3 separate regions of the Mus musculus genome follow, and all the other regions are linked to region 3. The links are chromatin contacts, called in public Hi-C and HiChIP or PLAC-seq maps. All regions are on one chromosome and are shown on one strand. Each heading gives the region's core, a stretch centred on a gene start, on an enhancer-like site or on the middle of the called end of the contact. The rest is flanking DNA. Distances are from core to core; before and after follow the strand shown.

Region 1 (3,777 bases), core at 948-3,447, 510 kb before region 3:
GTATTCGTGTTCATGCTTGGGTATGTGGACGCCAGAAGTCAGTGTCTTTTGTGACAGGGTCTTTTACTGAACCCAGAACTCCTCTGTTCAGCTAGACTGGCTGCCTGGGCAAAGCCCTGAGGTCCTCCTCCTCTGCCCGCCTAGTGATGACATACAGCTCCTACCTCCCACCAATGGCATGGGTGCTCAGGATTAGAACTTGGGTTCTAATAAGTGCACAGCAGGCAATACTTTTACTACCTCTACCTCCCCAGCTCCATATTTACGTAAAATATTAATAGAAACAATAGATAATTACAATTAGGGAGAAAGTCAGCAGGATTTCTGGATACTGGATCAATATGTAAAATCAATAGTATTTTTCTGCATCAGCAATAATCAACTAGAAAATATTTTTCTAATTAGATACAAGTCACAAACCAATAAAAAATAATAAAGCTTCCAGAAATCAGCCAAGAGCACAGGAATGCTGTGGGGAAAATTTAACATTGTGAGGAACATAAAGATTATGTAGATAAATAAAGATCCAGTCTATGCGTTTTAGAAGGGATAACTTGCTATCATATGGCTGTCAGTTCTTCTCAAATTAACTTACAAGTAAGTACATTTCAATTCTACTGTAAATTTCACTTGGAGGACTTCATACCTAAGTGGGATAATGCACATGACATGACACCCACGGAAAATTAAGTGCCATCAAATAGCTAAGTGAACCTCGAGAATGGGAGCCAAGGAAGCTTGCCTTACCATGTGTCAACGTGTTAAGATTAACTCTAGATATAAACACAAAATTTTTAGGCTTTGATTTTTAAAAAAACACAGATGAACAGAGCATGGCATAAAATAGATAATTCAGAGTTCAGAGGCAGATTATATGCATGTGTGAATGTAATATACAGGAAAGCATTCAAATCAATGAACTTACTTAGTGGATGATGCTGGTAAAACTGGCTCACTCTATAAAGAAAAATGAAACCGTATCCCAGGTGAATGCCACATATGAAATGAACAAAGCATGACAATAGATCACAAAGAGGACAGAAGAATATTGAAGAAAATCTTTGGAGCTATTGGTAAGAAAAGCCTTTGTACTAAGGATGTTAGAGGTTCAAGTAATGCTGGATAATACTGTGGGGAACCCTGATGGGAAAATAAGCAAATGATACGAACAGGTAATTTACCACCAAAGGAAATCAAATGTCTGACAAACGGGGAGAGAGGTTTAAATTCAAACGTACTGTTAACATGATTCATCAAAAGTAACGAGACATCGACTATACTTATCAGACTGCTAAAAATTTCAATGCTGGACCAGGCTGGACTGTGTCAAGTTGTTAGGAATGGTGTGTCCAGAAAACAAGAGCATCCCTGTGTGTCCAACCTGTAAGTACTTAAAACTGTACAAGCACATACCACACATTTCAATTCCTCTTTGGGTATACAACCTTCGCACACCTCACTGGTTCACAGATGAATACTCTGAAGGCACATAGTGCAAGCACTGTGTGGGACTGTGAAAGGCTGCAGACAATCTGAGAGAGTGGAGAGCCAAAGGTGACGGATGGGCACACGTCAAGTAATATTTCACAGTAATTTGAAGTGAAGGACACATGAATGTAAAAGTGCCCAAACAGAAAATAATGTCCGATGAGTTATATAATCCAAAACACGTTAGACACATTTAGATCATTGGTAATCACAAACAGTTCTATAAGAGTATGCTTTGCAAAGGCAGGAACAAGAGGCTTCCAGATGGACATGTTTGGATGGTTGTATGTCAAAGACAGAAAAAGGGCCAGGGCAAAAGGAAATAACTGAGGGAATATGGAGAGGGACCTTGGAGGCTGATACTGAGAACACACAATAAAGGCGGGGGGGGGGGGGGGCTGTTTCACTAATCCAAACCTTTGATCTGACATTTAGATGTTAATTTGCTTGGCTTGGGATGGGATATTCGTATGGTATGATTAGTATACTACTTTCTTCTCCGTAGCCAGGCCTTAGAAAAGGCGAAGGCAGACCTTCCTCTGTGTGTCTGGGACTGTGTGTGTCTGTCTGTGTGTGTGTGTGTGTGTGTGTGTGTGTGTGTGTGTGTGTGTGTGTGTGTGTGTGTGCTCGCGCTCCTGCATGCATGTGTGCACACTTCTCTCTCTGTCTCTGCCTCTGTCTCCTGCCAGGCATCTTTTGTTCTTTTGTTTCTCAGGGAAATAAAACATCCAACTGTGTGTAAGTGGCAGAGCAGTGGGACCCCCCAGCTGCTGCCTGGGTAGAGGCACTTGTGATGCCCAGATGTACAGATTAGCAGGCTTCCTTTTCCAACAGAAATCCTGGTAACCATGACTTTTTTTTAAAGTCTACTACCCACTGCTTTGGAGCCTAGAATTTGCCAATTTCCATTCATTTTTTACAACCTAAAAAAAAAAAGTGTTTTATGTCAGAGAAGACCCAAAAATTACTTCATGGAACAGCCTGACCTGGAAGGAAGATAGCAGGGGGCAAAGGCAATAAAACAAGAATAAAAATACAAAAGCAAAATAAACAAAACCACAACCTCACCTCATTACTCATCTCTAGCTACCTCTTCACTTAACCTCAAGGTCAAGACAACCCTTTTATAGTGTTTACTGACTCTGCGGATGAGCTTCAGTGTGAGTCTTGTTTGCCTTTTATAGTATTAAAAGAGACAATGAAACCTGCCTCTCCGAAGATCATTTCGCCAAGTCCCCGTGGCTCTGCAGGGAATATTTGTTTCCTCATTTAAATTCATGTCTCTAAAAGACAAGTAGACCTTGGATGAAATTTCAGGAGGCAGCAAATTATAAATAATGTATCTATATTTTTTTCTCTCCCATACCACTTGTACATAATTCCCCCTGGAGTCTTGTGCAAACACCAGAGACAAGAGGACAGGAAGCTATTAACATGATGGAAAGATTGGAATGGGCTCGGATCATGTGGTATGAACATAAGAAAAGGCATCTTGATCAGGGGAGGTTTCTAGGCCAGCTAGGCCTTTTCTATCACGATGCTGGGGAGGAACTGGGAGGATCAGAAGAAAGGGAAACCGTAATCAGGATATATTGTGTGAGAAAAAATAATCTATTTTCAATAAATAGAAAAAAGAAAAATATTATTATTAATTATTGACATCTCATCTCTTTCCCAGACCATTATACAAGCATCTGCTCAAGTGAGTCCTGTCCCAGGACAGGGTGAGTGTTTGTCAGTCACAGAGGCCACTTTGAAGGCAACCTTTAAACTCTGTTGTCTATCAGAAAAGGCACCAAAACCTCTCACAGGATCAGCACATCCTCAGAATAAGATGCAGGTGAGTAGAAAATGCAGAGACTGCCAAGTAAGTTGGAAAGGATGCGAGCAGCCAAAAGGAAATTAGCCTCTAACTCCTTCAGCCTTGGTGTACTGTCATGGAACTTTCAGTGTTCCCCAGTCTTCCTCGGCAGGATAAACTCACACCTGTGGGGTCCAGACAGGCAGCCTTTCGATCTTGGATCAGGTGAAGAAATTCTGCTTTTCACTTTGTCTGCTTTCCCTTTTCTGTAACACTCCTAACCCCACTATTTGGGAGCAAACAACCTTGTATTTTATTCTTTCGTTAACTTTCCTCTTGGCAGAGGCAGAAAGGGTAGAGGGGCTGGGACAGGAAGTAGACACTGCAGCCCAGTGTGATGTACCCAGAAAGATTTGTACTGCAGTGGCAGACAGAACCTGAAAGGGGTTTTGCCTTCATATTCTGCAAGATGCACCTCTTTGTAGCAC
Region 2 (3,808 bases), core at 1,052-3,551, 350 kb before region 3:
TCGGGGCTTATAATTGCTCTCTTGACCAAATCCTAAGCTCTCCACAAAACAGGAAGTGTGATTTGTACTCTAGTTTGTGGCCCAAAGTACAAAAATTTATATTCCATTCAAAATTACTCCAAAGACTTGCTGTGTCTTTTACCCCTCTCTCCCAACTCCCCACATTGATCTTGCCTTTCACTTTATCTAATTCATTCCACCATATTCTTCTTCTCTTCTCTGCTGCCCACATGCCACAGGTCAGTCATACTCAGCCACTTAGTACACATGCTAGATGGGAGAGTTCTGATCCCTGATTTCCTGGAGGAAGCTATAGCTTGCATTGACAATGTGGGTGCTACACAAAGCTGTCTTTGGTTTGGCATATAAAGATATATATATATATATATATATATATATATATATATATATATATATATATAGAGAGAGAGAGAGAGAGAGAGAGAGAGAGAGAGAGAGGGAGAGAGAAGAGAGAGAGCATATGGTGGCAGAGGGTTGACAGAAGAGCGACAGAGTTTACACATCAAGGAACTCAATCATAAACCTGTGTAAGTACCAGTTAACTCCTTGCAACCTATTTTTGAAACTACAGCACAGATATTTTCATCTGGGGCCAAGCATGGACAATTTAAACTTGCTTTGATGACATACATGCCAACGGATAAGTCTACATGAGCTTTTCCAACATAGACATCACTCCTGCTTTTGATCAATTCTCATCTGTATGTTGCAAGGCAATTTCAGTAAGCACTTAGCTTAATCAATTTGTATCTGCACATTGACCTTCGGGACTGTGTTCGTGGCTCCTGGCACTCAGTGCGCATTGTGATTCTGTCTGTTCGGGCGATGTTGTTCTCAATGTTTGTACATGGCTCTATGTTTAGCCAATGTGATCATGTGTTCCCTCCCTTCAGCCGCTTCCCTTTCCCAGAGAGATGCAAACTGTGTGGCTTACAGAACATATTTTTAAAAATTATTTCCCTGAAACCTGGAGAGCTGTGAAGTTAGGCATTCCGGGATAATAAAAGTAGTGGGGAAAATAAAAATTTTTTATCAGCTTGTTTACACAATTATGTAAATGATGAGCACTTATACATGGCTGATTCCTCAATTATTCATGGTTTGAAGCTCTTGAAAATTCAATTCAACTAAATAACCTTTCTCTCAGTGCTCACGGTGAGCAAGGTACTGTAATTTGCAAAGGGGGAGAGAGCGATACAATTTGATCAGAAACATTACAGAAATGAACAATAAGTGCAGTACACATCGAGTAAGCTCGATAAGAATAGCACAACACATGCTCTGGGGTTTTAGGGCAGAAGAGACATCATCTATCCCAGTGTAGTTGTGGAGGATGGAGAAGGCGAGTCTGGAGCTCTCATCCATGTACAAAGCTGTGTTGGGTTCAGGTCCCAACCATCCTGTCTGAACTGTTAGATCAGCTTCCTTTTTCATGTCCTCTCACATTGCTGCTCCACAGTGATCTTTCTAAAAAGGCAATTTGATTGTGCTATGCCTTAGCTCTAAATTCTCTCTTTCCCCTACTCTCGACAAGGAGTTAAAGTTTCTAATGTGTCACATAGAATGTGCACCCTCAGTATGCCTTGCTTCCCTGGTGGGCACAGTGCCCACTAAACTTCACATTACCTGGGCCCCAGTGACCTCATTTCCTTTTCCCATGCCGTTCATTCCACGCAGACAGATCCACTCTTTTGTTCTTTTCCCCTCATGTGTCCCCTCCTGTCCAACTTGCTTGGCTCCTATCCAGAAGGCACAGCTGTTGATTCTCAGTGCACCTCTCCATTGTATTCAGCACCACCTCTCCATTTATCCCAGTACTGGGTCATTTGGGGCAGAGACTAGGCATCCTTGATATCCTGATAAATCTACCCTGCATGGGATCCAAATGCACAGTGGTCATGGCACATGCTACTTACTAAATGTATTTCTGCCAAGTCACAATGCTTTCACTGTGTGGGTGAGTAGGCCACCTCTTTTTGTCCACACGGTTAAAGACCGAGTAATGTGCTATGTAAATGTAGAACCTTCTTCCACAGAGCTTAGATTAAGAGAAGGCAACAGAGGTTCAGTGGAGCAAGAGAAAGCTGCTTCTATTTGTTTAAATGGAAACAAGTCTTCTCTAAACAGAGAGAGAAAGGCTTACAGAGAATAAAATATAAATAAGAAAAGAGACATTGGATCAGACTTTGGGGGAGAAGAATAAAGCAGGAACTGGGGGGGGGGAGTGAACCTTGGCAAGGGTTGGAGTAGAGGATGGAGTGAAACAAGTCTTTGTATACAGCCCAAGGTTTGGCAGGGGAAGAGGGCTGGCCAGCAAACTCATGTACCTAACAGCACTGAGTTTTCACAGCCATAGACGTTGAAAGAAAACCACAAATACAACACTAGCAACACACTGTAATGAGAAGTGACCTTCCAGGCAATGTGCTTGCCATGAAAGTGCATCACAATTGGATGGGTGATTAACTTCTCAGGGGTGCAGGGCTGAACTCAGGGGCTGAGGCCCCTGACATTTCTTTTGTAGTCCTCCACATCAAACAGTCTTTGAGCCCATACTGACTGGAGTTTGAGATAGAATCAAACATGATCCTGGGGGCTGACCTCTACTGAGCTGCTGCAATCCCCACAGCTAAAGCAAGCTATGCCTACTCAGCTGAGATATTTGGTTCTGGCCATGGTTTAAAGCACTAGAAACCACCCAATAATCTGGGAGTGAAGGCTGGGCTAAACTGGGAACTTGTGGGGCCACAGTGGAAGGACAGGTTTGTCCACCCTACTACCCAGGCCTCAGCGTCCTCCTCTTTGCTGTCTCCTGAGGCTCCTTGGTTCTGCTCAGGGAAACACCTCAGCAGGAGACTCCTGACCCCAGTGCAAGGGTGAACTCAGTTTACTTTCCTTTGAAAAGATGAAAGCTGTGCTGTAGACTGCACTTGTGCATTTCCAAGGAAGCTTAGACCATCCATATCCAAAGGAGAAAGCTTGAGTTAGGAGTTTCACTATGTTCTGGGGATGCAAAATCTGGTGTGAGAAGAGACAAAAGGGAAGATATGCCCACCTGTTTGGTTTGTTTGCAATATGTTTACCTCAATTTCCGGGGGGGGGTTCCTTTTATGTTCACTTTCAACTTTCTTTGCTTTTCCCATTCTGTTTTTACCTCTCCCACCCCCCCAAAAATTACAGAAGAGTATTAAATTAAATTGGAATGTTCTATCTATTTATTTGATCAACACATCTGTTTTTCCTAAAAATGAATCAACCTATGATTTACATATTCAGGCAACAGAAATGCATTATCTTATCATTTTCTGTTGTATCCACCCAAACTCTGCTATTACTGACGTTAATGTTGAACTAAATGACTTAAAGTAGTAGTTGCTCAACAAAGGTTGTTTCCTGAACTTAAAGTTCCCAGAAAGTATGGGGAGGACACTGAGAGGATTTCCTGTAGGCTCTTGAAATGAAAATATACAACTCTTTGGGCTCCTCATCACCAACCTAACTTTCCTTGAAAATATAGGATCAACAAGACCATTGACATAGAATACTAGCCTTTTAGAGATGAAAGGGCCCCAAAAGATACAAACGAACCCACTTGTAGGCTTCAGGGCATCAGGGGAGAAGGCAAAATGCTTCAGAACCTGCCTGTAGTCCAGAGCAGCCACGAAGCTGGGAGCTCAGTGCCCCAAATATCACATTTGTCTCAATTTGGCAAGAAGCTGAAAGCCTATCTGGGGCCATTTAAGTTCTAATGTTATTAAGGGCTCATCTAATCAGCTCTTAAAATAAG
Region 3 (3,335 bases), core at 744-3,243:
AAGGAGACACTCTGTCCCTTTTGTTTGTGCTGGGTCATCTGGATCCTGTGTGCGTGTTGTACTTACAACAGCACTCAGTGAGAAATCCACACAGTGCTCAGTTGCCACAATGTTTGTGTGTGTTGGGGGTGGGGTGGGGTAATTGTACCCTACTGGAAGCAAAAGAGGCACAAAAGAGGCAAAGCTCACCTAGCCTGCTTGGTTCTTCTTCAGAGCCCCAGGTCCTGGACTCTTCTTTTTCCCTTGGGGGTGGGGGGAGGGGTTAGGATATGTATGGAGGTCACAGCCAAACTTGTGAGAGTGGGTTTTTTCCTTCTACCATTTGGGCTCTGGGAACTGAACTCAGGATTGTTCACAAATGCCCTTACCTTCAAAGCCATCTCTTCAGCTCCTAGGTCTATATTCTTGAGCATACTTCTTGCCCATGTCCTCAATCAAAAGACGAGACAGCTCCCATCTACTTTTTCTCTCCCTAAGTCTCTCTTTGCCCTTTTTCTTTTAAGTCAGGCTATCCTGTAACCCAGGATGACTTCAAACTCACTTTATAGCCAAGGTTGATTTTGAACTTCCGATCCTGCTGTCTCAACCTCCCAAGTGCTGGGACTACAGGTCTCTGTTGCCATAACTTCTTTATGTGGTGCTTGAAAGCAAACCCCAGGTTTCATGTGCTGAGCAATCTCTGTACAAGATGAGCTGCATTTCTGTACCACCCTCATCACTCCCCTTTCTCTTCCAGAGACCTGCTCTGCTCCCGGTGAGTCTGATGTGTGACATCAGTCTCTGGGTGCTTATGTGGCCAGATTGCTGCATGTAGGGAGACTAGAACAGACATATGCAGCCCCTGAGAGTGACACTGGAGGAGTGGGAAAGTGGGTCTCAGCCTACCTAGGTCTCAGGCCAGAAAAGACCATCTTCTTGCTTGGACATACCCACCTTTATTATATTAAAACACTGAAAATCCTTCCTGGGCTCAACTTGTGAAATTGGCCCCCTCTTGTCCTTGGCTTTAAGGAGGTGTCTGGGATCCAGAACAGAATGCAGTTGGAGAAAGCACTCCCTAGCCATTCTGCCTTCAGTGTTCTTTCTGCTGACTTGTGTGGCCTTCCTCGGGTCTATCCCTGACCTTGAAGGTCAAGTTCATCTCAAGCAAACACTCTGATATTAAGCACAGAGAAGCCAGGGACATCTCAGGCCTGGAGTTTTCTGCAAGCCATTTGGTGCCACTCCCTGCTCAGACTTCCTCTCCCTAACCCTCCTTTTAGACATCCCCTCAGCCATGCTTGGACAGCCCACAGGCATGAAACTCAGTCCCTTACTTGGCTGTCCCTTTGTCCTCCAAAATATCTCCCTCCTATCCTCCCTGCTCCTCTCTCCTAAATCCCATCTACAAATAGAAAATAATTAATAATAATAATAATAATAATTCTGTGAGAGCAAATACAAATAGTTGGGAGCTATTTGACATGCTGGCTTCAAGACCCTTCTAACAACACCATAAGATAGACACCCCTTCCCCATGTTAGAGGGATGTAAATGAAACTGAAAGCAGTGGAATTATTTGTCCAAGTTTACAGTTCATAAGTACAGAGCCAAGGCCTGCCCGTGTAACTTCAGAGATGCCTGTATCCTATTAAGCAACTTAGGGAAAGTAAAATGAATGGTCCATGCCCACAGGAAATGAAATCTAGGCAAGGAGACAGTGCAGCTGCATGGAAAATTCCTAAGACGGTTTCTATCCAGAAATGTTTTATAACTAGGGAATCTGGAAGAAGAAGAAGAAGGCAGTGTGCATGCGTGGGAGGGGCTGCCTAGCTGCCTCAATAGCTGTGGCAGGCTCCAGGCTCCTGCATCCTGCTCTCCCTGCCTGCTGAGTTAGTGCCCCTGCCCACTTCCTGGCCCCTCCAGTGTGAGTCTCACACAGCTCCTCCAGCCTGATTGACTGCAGCAGAGAGACAACAACCCCTTAACCCCACCCCACCCCCAGCTAGCTTAGCGAGGCAGCATATGCTGCTGTGGAAAGTTGAACAATTGCACTTCTAAATAACAGCTCAACATGGAATAGAAGGGATGTTGCAAGGCAGGAGATGATTAATTGCCAAATGAATCATTGAAATTGTAATTTCAGTGGAATGCATGATTGCTGCAGGCCGGAATTGTAAGGAGAGACCAGGAGGAGACTGAATGGCCCGGCCAGGCAGAGAGGGCTGTTCAGCTGAGGGTCAGGGGTCAGAGAGGTACTCCTGAAAGGTTGTCTGAGACCACAGCATAGAGGCAAGCTTTCACTGTAGTGTCAAGAGCCCCTTGGAGCGAGGACTGCAGACCTGCTTGCCACGGGGATCTCCCCATGATGACCCATCGCACCTGGCCTCCCACCTGCTCTCTGGCTCTGTGGGATGCTGGCTCGCATCCTCCGGCCTCCTCTGACCTACTAGCCTCCTTTGTGCATCAGCTGCTCACGCTACACAGTAGGTAAGAGGCAGATCTCTCATCTATCCCTCGAGTGGAAGGGCATGCTGCTGAGCTGGAATAAGAAATGAAAATTCAGCATGTTCTGTTATGTTGGGGTTCGTTTTTCACAAGAGCTCCAACACCCCTGAGCCAGGTCCCGTTGCCTGAAATGTAGGACAGTGTCATAAGCAGAGGCTACCACTGCAATCTCAGCCTTCCTCCTTACTGGGTGTTGAAATTGTGTGGTCTTCCTTAATTTTCCTAACCTTCCTGAGCCTTAGTTTCCTTATGTGGGAATGTGTGATGTGGAATTGTACTCGAACAGCTCCTGCCTAGGGCAGGCTCCTGGTAACCCAGATCCATAAAGGTGGAGGCTATTGGGCTGGGGAGATAGTTCAGTTAGTAAAGTGCTTGCCATACAAGTCTGAGATTCAATCACTACCACCCATATAAAAATGTGATGTGCAGGGGCACACCTGTCATCCCAGCCTGATGTGGTGGGGCACACCTGTCATCCCAGCCTGATGTGGAGGGGCACACCTGTCATCCCAGCCTGATGTAGTAGGGACACACCTGTCATCCCAGTTCTGGAGATGCAGAGGTAGGAGGATCTTGGGGCTTGCTGGCCAGTCAGTCAAACTGATGTGATGAATTCCAGGTTCAGCGAGAGACCCTATCTCAAAAACTAATATGGGGAGTTATAGAGGAAGACACCTATTCTTAACCACACACACACACACACACACACACACACACACACACACACACACACACACACACACACACACAGAGAGAGAGAGAGAGAGAGAGAGAGAGAGAGAGAGAGAGAGAGTTTATTATCAAAGAATGGGCCAATAACAAACAATAAAACCATCTGTTTTAGGGAG

Evidence for each region. A called contact is a pair of places that touch in the nucleus more often than the background predicts. HiChIP or PLAC-seq counts read pairs in DNA pulled down with a chosen protein or histone mark.
Region 1: a Hi-C map of uterus shows a contact between it and region 3, with 5 times the contacts expected there. The contact joins two enhancer-like sites. A contact is called at or near these places in 1 of 39 promoter capture datasets (hippocampal neurons), 2 of 15 datasets of contacts at CTCF or cohesin (large pre-B cells and pro-B cells), 14 of 484 Hi-C or Micro-C datasets (the AtT-20 cell line, CD4 T cells, LSK cells and 8 more) and 4 of 115 datasets of contacts at active chromatin or transcription factors (SST interneurons, embryonic basal ganglia, fibro-adipogenic progenitors and 1 more).
Region 2: an H3K27ac HiChIP or PLAC-seq map of stem cell-derived neural progenitor cells shows a contact between it and region 3, with 4 times the contacts expected there. The contact joins two enhancer-like sites. A contact is called at or near these places in 5 of 39 promoter capture datasets (the 3T3-L1 cell line, cranial neural crest, embryonic stem cells and 2 more), 1 of 484 Hi-C or Micro-C datasets (embryonic stem cells) and 6 of 115 datasets of contacts at active chromatin or transcription factors (the NIH/3T3 cell line, acute myeloid leukemia, embryonic stem cells and 3 more).

Annotation. Positions count from the first base shown.
Region 1 is chr1:159,900,006-159,903,782 of GRCm38.p6, reverse strand. The region is part of intron 18 of Tnr (tenascin R); the gene reads right to left. Among named protein-coding and RNA genes, the nearest start is that of Gm31348, 120 kb to the right of the region's middle. Within about 2 kb of position 2,197, at least 20 of the 459 cell types and tissues checked have an H3K27ac peak or open chromatin away from gene starts, as enhancers often do. A contact at or near this core is called in uterus, where this site is marked.
Region 2 is chr1:159,739,919-159,743,726 of GRCm38.p6, reverse strand. All of the region lies in intron 2 of Tnr (tenascin R), which reads right to left. Among named protein-coding and RNA genes, the nearest start is that of Gm31348, 42 kb to the left of the region's middle. Within about 2 kb of position 2,301, at least 18 of the 459 cell types and tissues checked have an H3K27ac peak or open chromatin away from gene starts, as enhancers often do. A contact at or near this core is called in neural progenitor cells, oligodendrocyte precursor cells and stem cell-derived neural progenitor cells, where this site is marked.
Region 3 is chr1:159,391,934-159,395,268 of GRCm38.p6, reverse strand. No RefSeq gene overlaps it. Among named protein-coding and RNA genes, the nearest start is that of Mir1843b, 53 kb to the right of the region's middle. Within about 2 kb of position 1,993, at least 115 of the 459 cell types and tissues checked have an H3K27ac peak or open chromatin away from gene starts, as enhancers often do. A contact at or near this core is called in neural progenitor cells, oligodendrocyte precursor cells, stem cell-derived neural progenitor cells and 1 more, where this site is marked.